Linked DNA regions of Pan troglodytes: regions 1 and 3 are each linked to region 2. A link is a contact called in public HiChIP or PLAC-seq data. All regions are on one chromosome and are shown on one strand. The core of a region is the stretch at or near the end of the contact, and the rest is flanking DNA. Distances in the headings are between cores, read along the strand shown. Region 1 holds the start of USP46 (ubiquitin specific peptidase 46). Region 2 holds the start of RASL11B (RAS like family 11 member B). Region 3 holds the start of DANCR (differentiation antagonizing non-protein coding RNA).

The links. HiChIP or PLAC-seq counts read pairs in DNA pulled down with a chosen protein or histone mark.
Region 1: an H3K4me3 HiChIP or PLAC-seq map of stem cell-derived excitatory neurons shows a contact between it and region 2, with 2.7 times the contacts expected there. The contact joins the promoter of USP46 here to the promoter of RASL11B in region 2. A contact is called at or near these places in 1 of 7 Hi-C or Micro-C datasets (stem cell-derived neural progenitor cells) and 1 of 1 datasets of contacts at active chromatin or transcription factors (stem cell-derived excitatory neurons).
Region 3: a contact with region 2 is called in an H3K4me3 HiChIP or PLAC-seq map of stem cell-derived excitatory neurons, with 3 times the contacts expected there. The contact joins the promoter of DANCR here to the promoter of RASL11B in region 2. A contact is called at or near these places in 2 of 7 Hi-C or Micro-C datasets (induced pluripotent stem cells and stem cell-derived neural progenitor cells) and 1 of 1 datasets of contacts at active chromatin or transcription factors (stem cell-derived excitatory neurons).

What each region holds. Positions count from the first base shown.
Region 1 is chr3:77,207,355-77,211,116 of NHGRI_mPanTro3-v2.0_pri, reverse strand. It overlaps USP46 (ubiquitin specific peptidase 46), which reads right to left and starts at 1,971. Exons shown (of 9, transcript XM_517296.9): 1 at 1,661-1,971. The coding sequence starts at 1,696.
Region 2 is chr3:77,008,623-77,012,159 of NHGRI_mPanTro3-v2.0_pri, reverse strand. RASL11B (RAS like family 11 member B) reads left to right here and starts at 1,645. Exons shown (of 4, transcript XM_001139797.6): 1 at 1,645-2,031; 2 at 2,649-2,705. The coding sequence starts at 1,890.
Region 3 is chr3:77,154,715-77,157,987 of NHGRI_mPanTro3-v2.0_pri, reverse strand. It overlaps DANCR (differentiation antagonizing non-protein coding RNA), which reads left to right and starts at 1,662. Exons shown (of 3, transcript NR_131911.1): 1 at 1,662-1,735; 2 at 2,032-2,171; 3 at 2,704-3,273. It overlaps LOC129143742 (a long non-coding RNA gene), which reads right to left. Exons shown (of 2, transcript XR_008547556.2): 2 at 260-2,416. LOC112209114 (small nucleolar RNA SNORA26) reads left to right here and starts at 2,459; the gene lies at 2,459-2,580.

The DNA.
Region 1 (3,762 bases), core at 722-3,221, 200 kb before region 2:
ACCACACACAAGCAGGACAAGAACACCACCAAGGGCTGGGTAGGAGCCTCACTACCCTGTAGTATCCTTAGGCCTGCGGCCACACCAACAGACATGAAGGAGTATTCAAGCTGCTCCCGATTCACAGTTCCCTCAGGAACTGGTCGTAGAAGAGAAACTGAGAAGGCATCACCTCTTCACAAGCAGCCCCTCCACAGGAATAAGAGGAAATCTGACTCCTCGCAGAGAAAGGAAAAAAGAGAAAACAGAAAGGCTCTAGGATCCACTCCCCGTATGGAACTCGCCCGGCACCAACCAGTACCTGTGCAGCTATCACTCTGGGAGGCCCCAGCATTTGCTCTGCTGGCCGTGACAGTGGCACGTCCCACTGTACTGAAAGCTGAAGCCAGCGGGTCTCAATTCCACCCCTGAGCTAACACAAGGCTTCTTAATGCTCCTTTGCCATGTGTTGATCTTGCAACAGAATGTGGGACAGAAGATTTAAAAAGCTATGTGATGGGGGAAGGGCAGCCAGATCACCTTACACCAGGGCTTCTCCATCAAGTTTCCTTGGATTCCCTTTAGGGGCCAGTATTACTAGCTTCAAGGGAGGTTTTCCTCAAACTGGCACTGGAAGAGCACGTGTTGCCTCCGGGGACCCGCTTGGGAGGGGGCTAGAGGGGAGGCGGGGTGCAGTCTAAAGAATGTAGGCAAAACACACATCATCTCACCCTGCAAGGGACAGCAATGCCTTACTCCAATCTGAGCTCCCCAAAGGCTCTGACAAGTGGAGGCGCCAGCAGGGTCCAGCCTGGGGACCCAAGGGCTGGAGGTTCTTCCTACAGAAAAAGGGAAAGCAATGGGGGAAACCCAAATTAAAGTGACCACCGCATCATGGGCTCGGACTGCATCAGAACCCAGTGATGTCCCTGGCTGTATCCATGCCCGCCAGCCTCCCCTAGGTCTACAGCGGATCAGGCAGGATAACCCTGGAGACCTCCTCCAAGCCCACAGCCCGCCCCACCCTTAGGGCCTGCAAATATTACCGCCACAGATCCTTGTCCCTTTTTCACAGATGGGGAAACTGAGGCATGCGGAGCAAATTACGGTGCTTTTTCAAACCAGGTTGAAGTTCACTTCTCCAGCCACAATTTTGCACTTTTTTTACAGCTTTATTACATTTCCGATTTCTCCAGATACACAATTGCTATTGCAAAGTGAATTTTAAACACCTCGGAAGGACTGAACTCAAAATGAGATGAGGGCAGTCTGGACGTCCAATAAGGCTGTCTTGACCCCAAGAAGAGGATGGGTGCCCCCCACCTCCAGCTTATCCCCCACCCCCTCCCCGGGGACGTTCAGGTTCGGTCGCTTCCCTTCCCTCAAGCCGCTTCCACCGCAACCCGAGGGCGGGGGGCGCAGCAGCGCGGCCCCGGGATCGCCGGGCGGGTTCCGAGGTCCCGGGGCTGAGACGGGCGCGGGGGGCTCGGGGACACTCCCCGGCCGCTGAGGTGGCTACGGCCGCGCGCCCAGCTCGGGGGCCAGGAACTTCTGGCGGCGCGGACCCCGCCGCCCCCGCCGCCCCCGCCGCCCCAGCCACCGGGCGTGTGTGCAGCTCGGGCTTCCCTTTCTTTGCCTCGCCGCGAGTCGGGCGCGACCCCGAGGCGGCTCGGCCACTCACCATATTACAGATGGAGGCGATGTTTCGGACAGTCATTAGTCTAAAGGTTGCAGCGATCCCTCACCGCCATCTTTACAAGGGGAAACCGGGACTGCCCATGGTGGCGCGCTGGCGGGGAGGCCGGGCGGCAGCGCGGCGGCCTGGGGTCCGGCTTTCAGTTTGGCTGGGAGAGGGAGGCCGGGAGGAGGAGGCGGCGGCGCGGGGAGGGCGGGGAGGGAGCGCGGAGGGGCGGGGAGTGGCGGAGCGAGGGAGCCTGGGCCGCGGCCGGCGGCGCGGGGAGGAGGGGCGGCCCGGGCGCGCCGCGTGAGTCCGAGCCGGCCGCTCAGAGCGCTCCAGGCTGGGTTCCCGGGCCCCGCCGCGCCGCCTCCTTCCCAGCTCGCCCGCCCAGGCCTGGCCTCCTGCTTTTCCATTTGACTCCCTGCCTCTCTCTATTCGGACTGGAATGCCGGGCCAGGCTCCGGGGCACGCCGCTGCGGCAGCCGCACCTCGCAGGTCCCCCGGCCGACCCCGACGCGGAAGCGGCGGCCCTCCTCGCCGTCGGGGAGCCAGGGAGCCGGGGACGGTACGGTGCGCGGGGTGGGGAAGTGGGCGGCCTAGGCCGGGGCGAACCCGGGGCCGCCTTCCGTCCTCGCTTTTTCCTCGTCGCCTTCCTCCCGCCGGGCCTCGGCAGCCCCCGGTGTTTATTTTTTGGCGAGGGGTAGGGGTGGCGACGTCCAACTAATTTTAGTTCCTCCCGAGGGTTCCAACCAGATGGCACCGGCGGGGACCCAAGAAGTAAAATGGGGCGAGGACACCGGAGCGGTCAGAGAGCCCTCGCCAGCTGCGGGCCGGGCGCCCGAGAAAGGGCGCCGGGAAGGGGGAGGAATCCGGGTCTGGGCAGAGGCCAGCAGCGGCGCGCTCGGGCGGCTTGTGACATTAGCGGGTCCAAAGGAGACGTCCCGGTTCCGCGCAAGCACTAGGGACTGTCCAAGGAGTGGAAAGAACGAAAACAAAACTTTTCCATATCTTCAAGGCAGGCATACCCCTTTCGGGTGCACCCAGCCTCTAGTTGTTGAGATGGGCGCTGTATGGGATCATGCTCATTTCCCGCATTAAAGGTCGTGGCTGCGGGCTCAGAGCGCGAGTCTGTGCACCACTTAGCAGATAGGTCCACGCGAATTGAAGGGGCCCATTTCTGAATGTGTGGAACAGTTACACATACAAGGTTGCAATTCGATGCTTTCAAAGGAGAAATTGTACAAGTGAGATGCGTGATAAATTCTTAGATCAGTGTATTTAATGACAAATTGAATCAGAAGAAAAATTAGTTGAAGATAGCTTTTATCTAACCAAGAGTAAAGATTTGAGAGCCGTTGATTGCTAATATCCCTAGAATCTGGGGAGGAAACAGTAAGACAGACTTGTTGACTGAAGGTTTTGGGAGTCATGTCACTGTGTTTTCCAGTGGACATGAGAAATAATATTCCTGCTTAAGTCTTTCAACCTAAATATTATTTCCAAATACATCCTGATGATAATTTCTTCCATTGTAAGTCATGACTGATTTTCTTCTCTCTCTCTCTGTTTTTTAAGAGACAGGGTCTCGCTATGTTGCCCAGCCTGAGGCTGGGCAGCCCCGAGTCATCTCAAACTCCTGGGCTCCAGCGATCATCCCACCTTGGCCTCCCAAAGCGCTGGGACAACAGGCGTGAACCACTGCACCCAATGTTTACATTCCTGATCTCCTTTAATCGCCACCATAACTATCAGCTGGTACATGCTATTATCTCCTTTTTTGCAGATCAGTCACATAAGGCTTAGAGGATCAAGTATCCTGCCCAGATGACTTACCGAAATGTTACAGATTAAGTTGGTGTGGTAACCTGGGCTGAGCACTCTGGGAGAGGAAGAGAAGAGAGAAGACAGGAAACAACTGAACTATGACCAATCCCAGCACGGAGGCCCAGAAAACTTTAAGATTTGAGTATTAATGTCTCAAGGTCAGGAGCAACCTCAAGGCTAAAACTCAGATCTCAGGACTCAGTTTCACAGAAGTTCCACTATAAAGGCAATAATCTAAAGCTTTAAATGATATGAAAATTTTGTAATAAGAGTTCAGTATT
Region 2 (3,537 bases), core at 396-2,895:
CTTGACAGCTTTTGTCATGTCTCTCTCTCTCTCTGTGTGTGTGTGTATGTGTGTGTGTGTATGTTAAACTAGTACTTTAGCCTACATCATTATTTTACCATGTAAGCATGATAGAATAGCAGGCTTTTTGGAGGGGAAAGATTTTAAAAGTACATGGTTACCTGTAATTACAGTCTTGCAAAGTTTGATTTTATATAAGTGACATTCAAGTCTGATTTAAACCATGCAGAAAGACATGGTGCATATTGGAAATGCTTTTTCTTTCTGACTCAAATGGCTGTTTCGCTCTAGTGATCTCCCTAGAAGTCAGCCTTTTATTATGTTTATTGTAAGGTTGTGTGTCTTTCTAATTACGTGGCCCATCCTAGAAAACTTGCTACCTTGAGATTACCTTTCTATTTCTCCTTGCATTCCTGCAAACACCTAAACCTCTGTAGACAAGAGGTTCATCTCAGAGTCTGAACTGGCTGAGGATCATAAAATTCTGTCAAATACCTGGTCAATTAAGTTCTGGCTGGAAGAGGGGGTCAAATTAGATGACTGACATGTGCGGATAAGGGCACTGGTTTATTTCACATTTTAGCCTTTAATGTGGGTGGGTACACAAAGCCACAGAGTTTGTTGCCATACCCCAACATAAAAGCCTCTGGGACAAGGTTGAAAGGGTAGCGGGGAGAGGGCCTTGGATGGCGGATGGGGTGGTTAACCCGCGACTCTGGTGACATCTTGCCATCAGCTGCAGCTACACAATGTTGCTCGCAGGAGGAATTTGGCCTGCCGTTGAAGATGTGTTTCTCAGATGAGACTGTAAGGGGCCGGAGCTTGGGATTTTAGGAGTGCAGGGCCCACCTCTTCCTTGGCATCAAGCCACTTAACTAAACTCTTGCGGTGTCTTATGACCAGGGACGAAGTGCGGGGCCCCTTCAGACGTCGCAGCTGGGGTAACTGTTTTCTTTCCATTTCACAGCTCTTGGAGGAGGTGTGACTGAGTGAGGCGCTGGAAAGCTTGTTCTATAATTACTTCTTGATCCGCTTCTAGGCGTGCTGTGCATGCGTCCGACCATGTGTGTTCGCGTTAGCTTGCGCCGTCGACAAGAGCCAGAGAACGTGGGTCTAGGATAAAACGTGGATGATATTTTTGCTTCAAATGTCACATTTTACGGGGGTCTAAAGGTCTTAGGCTGGAGTCTTTGCGGATGATTGCCAACTGTAGCCGAATCTATGAGCTGGGATGTACCCAAGCCAGTGCAATCGCTCCAAATCAGGGCGTGCGGCACTAAGCCGGGCAGCAAACACCGCTCCCGGCCCGCCCAGAGCAGGCGCCCTAGGTGGGAGCTGCAGCGAGTGCGCGCGTGGGCTGTGGAGCCGGCGGAGGCAGCGGTCCGGAATGGCTCTGTGGAGGCTGCGCTCTCTTCCCGGCCCCGCAGCCACAGCATCTGCCCCATGCTCGCGCGGCAGGACCTACCAGGCGCCCACCTTGGGCTGCGCCGCTTCGGACCACCCGCTGCCTCCCTCCGCCAGCTGCCTTTTCTCCCCGCGCCTCACGGGGCTCGGCACTGACTCCAGGCGCCTCCGGGGGCGTCGCGCGCGCGGAGCGGCGCCGGGGGCGGGGCCTCGTGTAGGGCGCCCCGGGATTGGCTGTGGGGAGAGGGGGCGGGGCCTGCCGCGGAGAAAACAGCCTGCGCGCCGCGCGAGTGCAGTCTGGGTCTGGAGCCTGAGCCCTGCGGAACCTCGGCGCCCGGCCCCACCCCGCCCGTACCTGCACTTGTTTATTGTTGTTATTTCTTACCGCGGAGCCCCGCAGTCGGGTCCTCCCGCCCGCTCCCGCGCAGCGCTAGCATTCTCCAGTCCCTCAGTCCCTTCCCGCGCGGTGCGCCGCAGCCGAGGCGATGCGCCTCATTCAGAACATGTGCACCATCGCCGAGTACCCCGCGCCGGGCAACGCCGCGGCCTCCGACTGCTATGTGGGCGCCGCCGGCCGCCGCCTGGTCAAGATCGCCGTGGTGGGCGCCAGCGGCGTGGGCAAGACCGGTGAGTCGTCGCGCTTAGCCCTGGGTCTGGTCGTGGACGACCCCTGACGGGAGTTGAGGCTGAACAAGGCGTGGGGAGCGGTGGGAGCTGCAGCCCGACCGCTCTCCGTCCCCGCGCAGGGAGCCGCTGCCCCTTGGGAGTGGGCTTAGCCGTTGTCTACGCCACCCGCCTGCTTCCACAGACGGGGGAAACAGGGATCAAGAATGGCCAGGCAGCTTTCTGGGGACCACCGGCACCGCCGCCATCAGAACTTTGGGGTGTTTGAGCCTCTGGCAATGCCTGGCACAGAAAGGGGAGTTAGTGAAGCTAGCCGCCCTGGGAGGTCTTGAAGGTTAGGAAGACGTGGGTCTACTGGAAGGCTTAGGTGTGGCTCAGCCGGGCTCAGAGGAGGGGGTGGGCCCAGTGAGCCTTCCAGCTGCACAGAGCCAGAATTCACGATGCCTTCTAGCCCCCTCCTTTTTGTCTGGAAGAAGGGTCAAGGAGCTACAGGGTAGGAATTTCACTTGGTGGCCATCTATGGCTTTCTTTGGGAGAACTGTTTTCCAGGCAGGGGGTGGGGTGGAGAACAATCTAACTTCCAAGGTTAACACTTTGACGTTCTTTTTTCTGACCTGCAGCACTGGTGGTCCGGTTCCTCACCAAACGATTCATCGGTGACTATGAAAGAAATGCAGGTGAGACAATGCATTTGAGAAAAATTCTGTCCCATTGCAGGAGGACTGCGGTTCCCATTTTCCAGCGCTTCCCAGGGAGGTTCTTTCAGTGACAGTCCGAGCCTGAGGATCCCGCCACTTAAAACTTTCCCCAGTCCCCAGCCCTCCATGGCGCCCCCCTCCCATAACTACCATCTGGCCTCATTCCATTCCAAGCCCATTCATCATTTTATCAAGTGCCTGAAAGTATTCCCCTTGGTATGTTTTAACTATAGTGACCCCAGTTGGAAGCACCCTTTGTAGTCAAGAACCTCTCCCTTCAAAACACTCCTGCAAAAGTCGTAAAAAAAAAAAAAAGGAGTCCCCAGCTCCTTCCCCCACCCCTCTCCTTCTCTGCTGGCTGCCTTTCAGAGGTGACCTTTTAAAGCAAAGGCCAAAGGAGAGCAGTTGTAAACCTAAAGTTCCTCCTTCTTAACAAAGACAAACAACTGGATGGTAGAATTTTAGGAGGAGAATTCCCGAATAAATGAGAGGACACATTTTTCAATCCTTATGATTAAGAATAGCCACTGGGGAGGCTTAAGAGCTTTCTGCCTATGCTCTGTTAGCAAATTGCTTAACTCTGTAGACCATATGAGTACCTAGAGGGGATTATTTGAAATGAGCTGTATAAGCTATCCCAAGATAAGACATGGCAGCCTTCTGATTTGATGTAGAGTTGATTGTAATTATGTCACATTTTTATTCCAACTGATAACATTGACTGTGTGTTTACTAACAGTATTTGTCTAGCAAGCCATTATATCTAACGGCCAAAATACAAAGTTACAGTCAAAGAATGAATCAAGTACTC
Region 3 (3,273 bases), core at 413-2,912, 150 kb before region 2:
GAGATATGTTTGGAAGACTCTTGAGAAAGGTGAAGGGACAACAAACTGGTATTCACTCTCCAGTTTCAACAAGATCCTATGAATATCTGCATGATGACTAGGTGCTAGGGTTTACTGGTAAATTTTACTCAACTTCTTCTTCCCACCAAAACCACCTTAATCACACCCGAAACCACACCCTACATCAGATCCTATCATTCCCCTGTTAAAACACACACACACACACACAACAAACAAACAAACAAACAAAACACTTGAACAGCTTTCCATCATTCTTAGCACAAAGTATAAACTCTTTCACAAATACAAAAATTAACCAGGCATGGTGGTGCATGCCTGTAATCCCAACTACCCGGGAGGCCGAGACGAGAATAGTTTGAACTTGGGAGGCGGAGGCTGCAGTGAGCCAAGATCGTGCCACTACACTCCAGTCTGGGCAACAGAGCGAGACTCCATCTCAAAAACAAAACAAAACAAAACAACTCTTCCAGGGTTTCCTGCATGGTCTGGCCCCAAGCCATTCTCATCTCAGGCCACTCTGCTCCTTAAGTTCCATTTCTGGGAGTCCTTAAACAGGTAAAGCCCTTTCCTGTTTTACCTTGGGGCTCTGGACGAGTTGTTCTTTCTGTTTACAAAGCCACACCCCACCAGAGCTGCCTGTCTTGATCTGTTAACCAAGTGTAGGCTATTTTTTGGTTTCCCTTCCTGCTCCACCCCCAATACCTGGGGAAAGGCTAGGTAGCATGTTGTTTGAGGGGCTCTGCCTTCAGGCTGCTTGAGTTCAAATCCTGGATCTACCACTGGCTAGCTGCTCTGTGACTTTGGGCAAGTTACATAACATAATTATTTCCCCATCTATAATTTGGAGATGATTAAATATATTTTGAGGATTAGATTTGTTAGCAGATGGTAAGTACGTGAAACAGCAATAGAAGTTCTCCTTTTAGCATATACTCCAATTTTCTTCTACTTATTTGTTTGCCAAGTTTGAGCCTGTTACCTTGAGATTGCTATGGTTGCCTTCTCAACCTCCCCAACTCCTACCCTCCAACTGATTATGGTCTACTTATTGGACTCTGTAAATGAATAAAGAGGGAGCATGAGGAAAGGAGGTCGTCCTTCTAGCTTTAGGAGAGGCCACGGGAGTGAGTTTGTTGAACAAGACATGGTCGTGGCTTCTCTTTAAGCTTACGGTTTAGGCGGACACAGATGATGAACACACACCGGATTAGTGTGGCTTTAGGAAAGGGAATCTCAGGGCCTTAGGCCAACCCTGGAGTAACCTCGATGCCCTCTCCAGAAGGGCACCCGAGGAAGGGTCTAGGGCCCAAGAGCGCCAAAATCACCAACGCCGGGGATTGGTAGGTAGCCTGAAAAATCTAATTCAGAGAAGGATGCTCCGCGCGCAGACATGGCTTATCCCCGTGCTACCGCATGAGCCACACCTAGGCCGGCCCCGGACACCCACAGCCAATGGCCGGGCCCGTCCCACCCCATCCGGGATTGGCTGTGCGTGCCGCGGCCCTCCACCCCGCCCCGCTCAGGATCTTCCCGGGATTGGCTGAGCTCCCCGAACTCTCCAGGGATCGGCTGCGCGCCCCGCCCTTGCCCAGAGTCTTCCCGGGATTGGCTGCGGGCCCCGCGACCCTCCTGCTTCCCTCCCCGCCCCGCGCCGCCTCTCTGGTTTGTGCGCCCGTCGCAGGTCGCAGGCCTCTTTGTCAGCTGGAGTTGCGTGGTGAGTGCATCTCCAGTCTTCGGCTTTCGGTCTCCCGCGGGGAGGGCGCCCGGCCGGCCCGCGGGTCCGATCAGGGGCTGGGCTCGCCCGGTGTCCCCACGAGCTTTGCCCGCCTCGAGCTCCTCTGCTCCCGGCGGCCAGAACGGAGGGGTAGAGCAGCTCTCGGCGGCCCGGGGGGCGGGCGGCCGTGCCCGTCCCGGGGCTGCGCGAGGCACAGGCGCCGCGCCCAGCGAAACAGCCGGAGGTTCCCGGCGCAGGTCTGGGCACCGTAACAATTTTGCGCTTTGCTTCCCCAGGGCTGACGCGCCACTACTTTGTAGCGGGTTTCGGGCGGGCCACGCGTGCGGCGACAGGAACCCAACCCCAGCCGACCTTGAGCCCCAGGAGTTCGTCTCTTACGTCTGCGGAAGTGCAGCTGCCTCAGTTCTTAGCGCAGGTATGTTCCTAGCCTTGAGCGGGGTGGGGGGAGGAATGAGTCAGCCTGGAGCACGTGGCCAGTGGGACCGGAGGGTTCCCCGGCGTCTGTTTGTCGCCAAGGTCCGAATCCGGCTCCCCTTAACTGGAAGGAAACATCCATGTAGGGGCTCACCAAACAAAACAGCTGTTTCTAGTGTGGTTTCAGACTTAGAGAAGCAGAGATCCACGAGGTATTGAGAGCAACGCGGAAAATAGTAGTGAACCCTGTAAAAATCAAAGAAAAAAAATCACAAAGCACCCTTTCCTGTGCCCTTTTAAGGTTGACCCAGTGCTTTAAGAGGCTAACACAGAAGGGTAAAGTAAGTCTCCATAAAACCCAGAGAAGAGACTGGAAAGCTCCTCTTTGGATCCTGTCTGGAGTCACAACTGAACCAGAAAAAATTTCGTTACAACTTGAGCGCCTTTGTGATTTTCTTTACAGTTTATAGAACAAGCAATACATTTCAGTTTTCTTTGGTTAAAACGTCATTTTAAAACTTTTCTTTCTATAGGTTGACAACTACAGGCACAAGCCTTTGAAGCTGGAATGTCCTGTTGCTGGTATTTCAATTGACTTAAGCCAACTATCCCTTCAGTTACAATAGGAAAGTGCCTCTAATAAGGCCAAATATGCGTACTAACTTGCAGCAACCACGTGTCCGTGCAGTGCCACAGGAGCTAGAGCAGTGACAATGCTGGTGGCAACAGGGCAGTGTAGCAGGTGCTTCATGTTCACCTTTTCAACCTTTTCATTTAATTGTCACAACTTGGAGGTGGATTCTGTTAGGGACAGGCTGCCCCAGGACCACTCCGCCCCCGCTAACTCAATGCAGCTGACCCTTACCCTGAATACTCTGCAGCTGCATTCCTGAACCGTTATCTAGGCGCTATAGCAGGGTCACCAGACTTGCTACACCGAAGCCCTCCAGGTGGCACGGGGGAGGTCATGAGAAACGTGGATTACACCCCCTTGTAAATTCCTATTTTCACAAGATAATATATTGTAAGCCGGTCATGAGATTATATGTGGTAAAGTTAATTGACTAACAACCCCAGGGTCTCTCTCCCGCATATAAACCCCT